2 separate regions of the Sus scrofa genome follow, and region 2 is linked to region 1. Evidence: chromatin contacts called from public HiChIP or PLAC-seq data. All regions are on one chromosome and are shown on one strand. The core of a region is the stretch at or near the end of the contact, and the rest is flanking DNA. Distances in the headings are between cores, read along the strand shown.

What was found. HiChIP or PLAC-seq counts read pairs in DNA pulled down with a chosen protein or histone mark.
Region 2: an H3K27ac HiChIP or PLAC-seq map of skeletal muscle shows a contact between it and region 1. The contact joins two enhancer-like sites. A contact is called at or near these places in 2 of 47 Hi-C or Micro-C datasets (embryonic fibroblasts and skeletal muscle) and 2 of 2 datasets of contacts at active chromatin or transcription factors (alveolar macrophages and skeletal muscle).

What each region holds. Positions count from the first base shown.
Region 1 is chr7:57,577,328-57,582,214 of Sscrofa11.1, reverse strand. No RefSeq gene overlaps it. Among named protein-coding and RNA genes, the nearest start is that of HMG20A, 76 kb to the right of the region's middle. Within about 2 kb of position 2,929, at least 64 of the 83 cell types and tissues checked have an H3K27ac peak or open chromatin away from gene starts, as enhancers often do. A contact at or near this core is called in skeletal muscle, where this site is marked.
Region 2 is chr7:57,135,087-57,139,969 of Sscrofa11.1, reverse strand. It overlaps PSTPIP1 (proline-serine-threonine phosphatase interacting protein 1), which reads right to left. Exons shown (of 15, transcript NM_001244186.1): 4 at 4,567-4,601; 5 at 4,231-4,337; 6 at 1,647-1,709; 7 at 949-1,047; 8 at 53-98. Among named protein-coding and RNA genes, the nearest start is that of PSTPIP1, 35 kb to the right of the region's middle. Within about 2 kb of position 2,584, at least 3 of the 83 cell types and tissues checked have an H3K27ac peak or open chromatin away from gene starts, as enhancers often do. A contact at or near this core is called in skeletal muscle, where this site is marked.

The DNA of each region.
Region 1 (4,887 bases), core at 1,680-4,179:
GGCATATGGAAGTTCCCAGGCCAGGAACTGCATTTGAGCCATAGCTGCAACCTATGCTGCAGCTGCGGCAATGCCAGATCCTTTACGTCCCTGCACCAGGTCAGGGATTGAACCCAAGCCTCCACAGCCACCCGAGCCGCTGCAGTTGGAGTCTTAGCCCTCTGCAGCACAGCAGGAACTCTGATAGTTTTAAGACTTGCGTTTGAGAAAGGTTGCTCTTGTAGAGGTGTGCACGACAGAAGAGGGGCACTGGGGAGGGGACAGTTGGGGGTCCAGAGGTACTAAAGCTAGTGAAGAGCTACAATAGGACTAGTTAAAAGAGAAAAACAAAACAATGAGTTATTGTGGGAGCCCAGAAAAAAGCCGAGTGCTGGTATCTTACAGATGCTGGGCCTGGGGATGGTGAGAAGGGCCACTGCAGAGGGGGTTCCATGGCTGAATGAGAGGGGTTTCTGTGAATGAGGGATGGTGGGGGATGGTTAGGGGAGTGGGGCAAAGCGAGGGAGAGGCATGGAGAATGACGGGTTCTCTAGCTTGAGTGGGCAGTGGAGTTCTTGACTGAGCTGGCAGATGCAGGAGAAAATGTGGGTTTGGGGAGACTATTTAATTTTGGACAAATTGAGTTTGAAGATTCTGCAGAGTGCCAGATGGAGAAGGCCCGAGGGAGCTGGAAATAGAGATCAGGAACTCCAGTGAGGAGGGGCCCGGAGATTCAGATCTGAGCTGTTGACATGCAGAAGGGAAAGCCTGGCTCCTGGAGAGAGAGAGAGAGAGAGAGAGAGAGAGAGAGGGCCAAGGTCCAGATGGTATCTGAGCAGTGGGGACTCTGGAAGGTCCTTAAGAATACAATTTTTAGATCAGGTGGGATAATCCAAGATGTAGCTCACACAGAACTTAATAGCTTATTAGAAGCTGCATGTGGTTCAGTTATTTTGATCTAGACCCAGAGATTCAGAGCTAGAGGGGATCATTTAGTCTTTTCTTTATTCAGCACCTTTTAGGGCCAAGCACTGTGAATAAATAAAAGCGAGAGTAGAGAAAGCTGTTTCCTGAGAGCAGAGTGCTCACAAATAGACCTAGAAGGAATCATGGAATTCGAAAACCACAGTAGGACTTCCCATTGTGGTCCAGTGGGTTACAAACCTGACTAGTATCCATAAGGAGGCAGGTTCGATTCCTGGGTTTGCTCGGTGGTTTAAGGATCTGGTGTTGCCCTGAGATGCAGTGTAGGTCGCAGACGCGGCTCAGATCCCGTGTTGCTGTGGCTCTGGTGTAGGCCAGCAGCTCTGATTGACCCCTAGCCTGGGAACTTCCATATGCCACAGATGCAGCCTTAAAAAGACACACACACACATAGGAAAGAAAGAAAACTACAGCAGCACAGCAAAGACACTGTCTTATCAGTGAGCTTTGCAGTTACCCAAGTCACCCAGGTTTTAATGGAGAGATGGTCTGGAGATGTTGCAAGTGACACAGACAGTGGCCTAGTTTGGAATAATGGAATGAGGGTCTTTACAGAACTCAGCTGAATGTTTTTCCACTATGACATTACTGCATCTCAACAGCCTGTTAAGGTATATAGGGTGGATTAAAATCCCCAGGTTACGGATGAGAAAACTGAGTCTCCAAGAGAGGAAGAGACCCATGCTAACCAGTGGCTGCAGTGGCTGTGAACCCAGGTTTCTTGGCTCCATCCAGACCTCATTTAGCCACCTGGGCTGAAGGAAACCTGGGAGTCAAGGCCAAAGGTGCCTGGGGACTGAGGTCCATGAGGGTGGGGATGGGGAGAGAGGCACACCACTTCAAGTTCAAGTTGCTAGTTTTGCAGAGTGTAAAATTACTGCACAAGTCCCAGAGAATAAACAGAGTTAACACCCCATTAAATACAATGGACTTTCAACGTGAGCTTGAGACGTGCCCAGATTGAAACTAGCTGAGCAGGAGCTGGCCCGTGAGTAAAATGTATCACACGCACTGCCTTAACGTTTCCAAAAAAGAAAAATCTAGCTCGGGGAGAAGAAAGCGCCGGCAGCAGCTCTGCAGGCTCAGGGCTGAGGATCCGGTAATGAAGTCTTTCTGGAAGGTAAGAAAGGGCTGTGTGCTGTATGCTATTTTTAAACATGCTGGAGCAGCACATGTATTCCTGCCCCTCCGCACTTTCTCCAGCAGAGGAGGGGCCCCGGGGAATGCAGCCAGGAATTTAGATGCTATTTATTGTATTTCCTTTTATCAGTCAAATGATTTTCCTATTTCCCACATAGATAAAGATCTTCCGCTTACAGCTCCAGCTTGTTGACCTTGTCAGGACTGCTGTGCAGTCTGGAAATTGGTCCCAGAGAGAGAAGGGCATTGTTGTGAGGGGTTTGTTTGGCGGGTTGGGTTTTTCTTCTCCCAATAGGGAGGAGATCCATTTACAAAAAAAAAAAAAAAAAAAAAACCTTCCAAAAAACAAAAACTGATTGTTTCGTGTCTTTTTCCAAAACTGCAAGGTTGTCCAAGGAATTTGGTTCCCCAACCTCCCTCTGACCTCCACCTGAATATCTCCACCCTATCTTTCACCATCTCTCTCTCTCTCTCTCTCTCTCTCACACACACACACACACACACACACACTTCAGCAGCAAGCCTGACCCTGGGCCTGCTGCTGAGCCGCAGTCTTGGCAGGCGGTGGGTGGTGGGGTGGAGGGGGCGGCAGCTGGGTCTCAGCTTGTAAGCTGAGCCAGGCTCTCCGCGGTGCCAGGACTAGAGGCCCCTTGGAGATGCCAGCAGGCCTGAGTGGGAGCAGTTACAACTTCCCCTCGCTGGAAGCTTTGGAGCCAGCAAGGCCTCTAGGAGCCGCATTTCCAGGCGAGGGAGTGGCCTCAGGGCTGCTATCCAGCGGGAGGTCTCCTCTTGGGCAAGCTGCCCTCTTTGTTTGCCTCGCCTGGGCCTGCTGGCCAGGTTCAAGGGTCGGAGCCAGCCCACTTCTCCTCGCCTTCTCAGAACGCCACCAGCGGATGATGCCGGAGGCCGGGGTTTCATTATAAATCCTCTCCATTTCTGGCTCGTTCTCAACCACAAAACATAAAGAGAGCCAGCGAGCCTCAGCTAGAATTCAGCCCCTCGCAGACTCAATGTTTGCAGAACGAGGAGCTGCAGGCCCCTCCGCCCCGGCGTGGGTCCGCTGCGGATTTTGACAGCCGCCAGTTTTTTCTGAAGCCCCAGGTTCTTCCCCAGCGTCGTGGCGCTTCCGGGCCAGGACGGCAGAGGGCAGTGGCTCTCCTGACAGCACCTCTGTCAACGCGGCGCTCACACATCTGGAAATGGGCTCTCCCACTCTCTTACGAAATGCTGGACGAGGATCGGTCTGTGTGAAATGTACTGGCACCGAGGGAGCAGCATCCGCATCAAGAATTCCACTTTCTCATTAATGCTATGTCCCCCTCAAGAGCGCTTGTGGAATGTGGGGAATTCGCCTTGCCAAGGCAGCCAGCAAATCTCAGTCTTTTGGGGCTTGGTCAGGCCTGGGTGGAATGCTTGGAAGGACCACCTCTGGTCCAAAGCCTTTGCCCTTCCCTCCCACGTGGAAGGTGAAAAACAAAACAGAGGAGCGGACCCCCCAGATCTTCCCCCAGGGGAAGAAAGCAAAAAATGAAAGCCTTGCCCTTCCGTGCCTCCTGAAGACAGCGCATGCTCATAGTTCCAGGTTCTTGAGAAACAAGACCTAATTCTAAGAAAGCATCTTCCTAAATTACAAGCGATTAGAAATGCCAGTGTGACTCGCAGTGTGCAGCTGGGAAGGGAGAAACTGGATGGCGGAGGGCAGAGCTGGCACTGGGGAAGCGCCTGCCTTCTACTCTGAGACTGCTCCCTAGACTTCCCAAAGCTGCATGCATTTAAATGTCCACATTTTTTCCACAGAAGCCAGCACTCTGGACTTCTCTTGGCCAAACAACACATCTGTCTAATATGATGTGGGAGAAATATGTTACATTCTTTTATGAACGGAATGTTAACACCACCTAGAATCAATATTTATATCCAAGAACACAATGATCTGGCTTGTTTTGTGCTGCCCTGTTGCAGAAAGGGACATTCGGGAAGAGCTGAGAGGTTCCCTCTCTTCTTGCCCAGAAAGGCCGACCTACCAAGGCAAATCATCTGGGGCTCAGGCATCGAAAGGGTTTCGGCCTTGGAGGCCCTGCTGGTTCCCTTCCTGCCCCTGCCGCCCTCTGTCTCTTGGGACTTCAAGAGGAAGTCAGAGAGCAGCAAGTGGGGCAGGAATGTGCAGTGAGATCCAGGACCTGAGGCAGCGTTCTGTCTAGCTGACAGTCCCTGAGGGTTGCGCTTTGGGGAGGAAGGTCAGGCTTACATCCTGGCACTTCCTCCTTCTCATCAAAGGAGGAGATGATACACCTTAACATAAATCCTTAGGCCAGAGACTTCTGGGAGCCTAAAAACAAAGAACAGTGGGTAAAAACATTTTCTTTCATGCTGGTAATATTTTTTTGGCCAGGCAATGACCCTTATCTGAGACAGCCACTGTCACAGAGACGGAAGCCACCTCTCCCCTCCTCAGAATCAAGGAGATCAAGCTCCTTAGGATGGTTTATTCTTTTTTTTTTTTTTTTTTTTTTTTGTCTTTTGTCTTTTCAGGACCACACCTGCGGCATATGGAGGTTCCCAGGCTAGGGGTCTAATCAGAGCTACAACTGCTGGCCTACACCACGGACACAGCAACGCCAGATCCAAGCCGTGCCTGCAACCTACACCACAGCTCATGGCAATGCTGGATCCCTAACCCACTGAGCAAGGCCAGGGATCGAACCCACAACCTCATGGTTCCTAGTCGGATTCGTTTCCGCTGCACCACAAAGGGAACTCCTGGGTGGTTTATTCCTTAATGCT
Region 2 (4,883 bases), core at 1,335-3,834, 440 kb after region 1:
GTGTGGTGGGGCCACCCCACCCCCTGGGCTGAGGAGGGGCCCTTCCACGTACCTGCCTCCATGGCGGAGTCCTTGCACTGCTTGGCCTTGTTCTGGCTCTGAGGAGACAGCAGAAAAGCAGCGCTGAGGCCCCAGCCCCCGGGTCCCCGGCCTCCCTGGGCATCTCAGAGGGGACCTGTCACAGCCTCCCCGGCCACCCAGCGGGACACTAAGGAGCCACATATGGGCAAGTTCCCTCGTTTAACTCCAGCCTCTCCCCACGGGCCCACAGGGTGGTTCTGATGAAAAAGGAATAAACCAGAAACCTGCAGCTCAGATGTGAAAACTAGATGCTGAGACTTAGAGCAAGAAACGACCTGGGGCCCCACGACCACTGCAGAACCCACTGCCTGGGGCTTGGGCTCTGGTCCTGACTCGCTGCCACCAACTCGCCCGCAGGCCCCTGCCCTCTCTGGGCCTTGGCTTTCCTGTCCGGGACAAGGGCAAACGCGTTCTCAGGCCCGGGAGGCTCCCACATCCCGTTCTGGCCTAGAGGTCAGAGCCGACAAGGGCTGGGGCCTGGCCACTCCGGGTGGGGGTGCTTTCTCTGCTGCTTCCTCGCCTTCTCTGGGCCCATTTCCTCTCTGTGACATGGGCCTACCGAGCCCCTCTCCCAAGGGTCATGTGAGGGTTAGCATCTGCTCTCATGGCCCTGTGAGCTCTGGGCCTGCTCCGAGGAAGGACCTTGAGTGCAGCCTGGACATGGCAAAGTGGATCGAGCTGACGCCATCTAGACCCTGAGATTCCAGGAAACCCATTTCACAGATGGGGAAATGGAGGTTCAGAGAGAGGGGAGCAGCCAGCGTGTTCCAGATGCACACCTTGCCTTAACGGTCTGTGTCACCCCTGCCCTGACTCCCGCCCTGTCTCAGCCCAGGGACACCAGGTGACTTCAGTGGCTCAACGCACCTTCTCCACCTGCTTCTGTTGCCCATTGGCACTAATGCGCTCAAAGATCTGCTCCGCGTCGTCAGCATCCCGGCACTTCTGCTCATACGTCTTCTTGGACTGGGGGGCGGGGACACAGACACATGACGTAGAGGCCCCAGAGGGAGGTTTCTGAGCTCAGCCTCTCTTCTACCCGCTGAGGGGTGTGGATGGAACAGGGGCTTCCTCACCACAGACAGGGACTGGGGGTCCAGAATGGAGATGGAGAAGGGCATCGTGTGCCCAGGCCCCTTCCCAGTGGGGACAGGGTAGCCCTGCCTGTGGCCCTGGCCTCTTCAGGGGCGTGGTCACATCAAACTACCAGCAGGGCCCTGAAAACGCCCTGCACTGTCACAGGGGCAGCCTCTGCACATGCCGTCCTCTCCTGTAGAGCCATTTTTTTCCTCCTTACTCTGTCCTAGGAGACAGTTCAGAGGTCCCCACTCCTTTCATCCCCCCAAGTCCCCAGCTCCAGCATGGATGACCCAGGGGACCACTGTCGGGACCAATTACCTGCCCATCAGGAGGAGCTCCCAAGGGCAGGTGGACCCAGCACAGCCCCACTGTGCCTGTTGCTGGACAGAGGCCTGAGGCCAGCCCTGTCCCTTGTGCCCGCCCAGGGCTCCTGGGATCCACACCCTGAGCCCTGCCACCCCCAGGCCCAAGGCCCTGGCACTCACCTCCATGGCCTTCTTGTAGAGGGACAGCTTACTCTTCTGGACACGGTCCATGACAGCTTCGAACTGCGGGGGACACGAAGCTCTGAGCGTGGGGCTGTGGCCTCGGGACACTCCCCTAGGCCAAGAGGACGGGTGTCCCTGGGATGAGGCCCAGCATCCCCTACTGGCTCTGAAGGGGGTGGCACCAAGACCCCCCTCTCCCAGGACCTGCTCTTTCACAACCAGCACTCAGAGCAGAAAGCGGGGAGCCCGAGGCACGGATGTGCCATCGTAGCCTCTCGCTACTGACCTGTCCAGACTTCATCTCTAGCTGGGGACACCCAGCCTGCACGCACGCATGCGCCCCTGTACCCGCATACAGCCATCATGCTCCGTGTACACATGCGCACAGAGTTCCACCCATGCGCAGAAGTACACGCTAAAAGGTTCCTACTGCTCATACTTGCACACACAAGGCCTTCACACACCTCTCCCAAGTGCCACCCCCCCTGCCATGAGCCTCTGCACACAGGTGAACACACACTCCAAATTTAGTCATGGCCACACACGCAGGCACACGGGGCCTCTGCACCCCCACCTTGCCTCCCGTGCTCCTCGTTCAGATGGAGGATGTGCCTGGCAGGGACTGGAAATGAGGGAATGAGACACCCCTCATGTCAGGGCTATAGCCAAGTTGTGCCTGGGGTCACAGTGGGGCCTGTGTCAGCGACAAGGCCTCAGGAAGCCACCTGGTCCAACACACACACACCAAGACACATGCATGTGTTCACAGGTGTGCACACACACACACACACCCATGTTCTCCTGGGCACACACACATGTCCATACATGCACATGTGTGCACACACATGCAGGCAGTCTTCCCCACACACTGCATCATAGCTCTCCTCTGCTTGTGGAGGACCTGGCCACTCTGCGGAAGGTGTCACTGTCCAAAACAGCTATTTGTAGACATCACAGTCTCACTGGCCACAGGAAAGCTCAAAATAGCCATCCTGGGGCCTCATGGTCACAGCAGATGTTTCCCAGGCAAGTTTCAGCCCAGAGAGGGCCTCTGCTCCTGCACCTCAAGGCCAGGCCAGTTTCTGTGGCTGGCTTTGGGGACCCACAGTCTGCTCAGGAACCCAGATTTAGAATCCTGAAAGGCTGAAACCCCAACTAGCTAGATAGGCAGACAGGGGGTGCAGCCACACTGAATTTCTGTGGTAAGAGCCTCTAATTGGAGCTGGCACCTTGCCTGTGAAGACTGAGGGGGGCTGGTTCTGGTCTGGGTCCCCAACACTTGGGAGGTGGACATAAGTGTCCCATCCTGCAAGAGGGAAACGGAGGCACAGACAGGGGAAGTGGCTTGGCCGGGATACTCAGTCCCAGCCATGAACTATCTCCTTCTTCCCCTTCCCAGCTCCGTTGAATGGATTCTTCCATTCCAGTTCCTTGGACAGTTTACAATGATCCTTCCTCTCCAAGCAAGAAGTACATCTGTGTGCTGGCCTCCCCGCCCCCGTCCAAGGCACCACCCTCATCACTGAGGCCCATCTGCCTTCCCAGAGGGCCACGAGCTCCACCAGTCAGAGTCTCAGGTTTGGGAGGGGGCCCTGGGACACAGAGGTCACCAAGCCCACCTCCCATCCAACCTCTGCTGCATCCCTCCCACTTCCTTTCCATGCGGTCCCTCTATCTAGGGACAGCCACACCCTACAGATGAGTGAAAAGCACTTTTGGATGCTAAGGTAAACTCAGCACCCCCACCACTTGCAAGCTCTGTTCCCTTCAGCCTCAGGCAGCCCTGCAGAATGGCCGCCGTGACTGACTCGCCCAAGTCCTCCTTTCTCCCGGATAAACAACCCTGATCCTTCAGCTCAGGACCAGTTTCTGGTGACTCCCCTCCTTTGGATACCCCCAAGCTGTCAGGGACCCTCTACAGCCTAGTGGAAGTAGGATAATCAAAATGACCAATGACTATGCAATGCAATACTATCAGCCATAAAAAAAAGAATGAAATAATGCCACTTGCAGCAACATGGATGCAACTAGAGATTCTCATAGTAAGTGAAAGAAGTCAGAGAAAGACAAATGTCATGTGGTATCCCTTATATGTGGAATCTAAAATCCAACGCAAGTCAATATATCTACACAACAAAAACAGGCTCACAGATATAGAGAACAGTCTTGTGGTTGCCAAGAGGGAGGGAAGGACTGGGAGTTCGGGGTTAGCAGATGCAAACCATTACACAGAGAATGGATCACAACAAGGACCTACTGTAGAGCACAGGGAATGGTATTCAATATCGTGTGATAACCATCATGGAAAAGAATGTGAAAAGAATATCTACGTGTGTACAAATGAATCACTTTGCTGCACAGCAGAAATTAACACAACATTGTGTAAATCAACTATACGTCAATAAAAATTTTTCAGAAAAAAATGTTAATGTCTTTCCCTCTTCTTGGTAGAAGATAGCTCAGTGGGAAGACCTACGGTCGGGCTTTCAGGCCTGAGAGCTGGGCCCTGTTCCAAGCCTGGAGTGCAGTCTCCCCACCTTCCAGGAGGAGAGCCCCTCCCCCACCACTTCCACTGCCTCACCTTCTTCCTCTGCTCCTTCTGCCTCTCTCGGAACTCCTCCAGGCTCCGCAGCTCCTCGCGCAGGGCCAGGGCCAGCTGGATGTGGGAGCTGCCCACGTTCTCCATTTCTGGGGGCAGAGTAAGGACGTCAGTTGCTGATATCAGACTTGATGGGCCCCAGCCGCTCACACACTCGCCCCCACCTGGACCAGCCCAGCCCCAACCCCACAGGGTGTCTCCACCAGCCTCACAACAACCCCTCCCAGCCAGGATCCATCCATCTCCAGCTATGGGGATACCGTGTTCCCAGAGGGTCCTGTCACCCTGCAGCCTGCGGTGGGGACAGGTGGGACTTACGCTGCTTCAGGGAGTCAAAGGAGGCCCTCAGGGAGCTGCAAAACAGAAAGACCAGGGTCAGCAGGAGGACAGCGGGGCAGAACCTGAAGTCCTGGCTGGGCCCAGGGACTTTTACTTCCGTGGGAGGGCGCTAGGTCACTCACACACACCGATCTCGACCCAAAGGACTCTCTGGCCAGACTGTGACCATCCCCTCAGAGCCCAAGCTGGAATTTCTGGAAGGCAAAGCTCTCTTTGGAAAATACAAAGGAGTCAAAAGCTCCCACTGTGGTGGAAGGCTCCTGGCTTCTGGGAGTCCCCAGCCCCCCGCCCCCCAG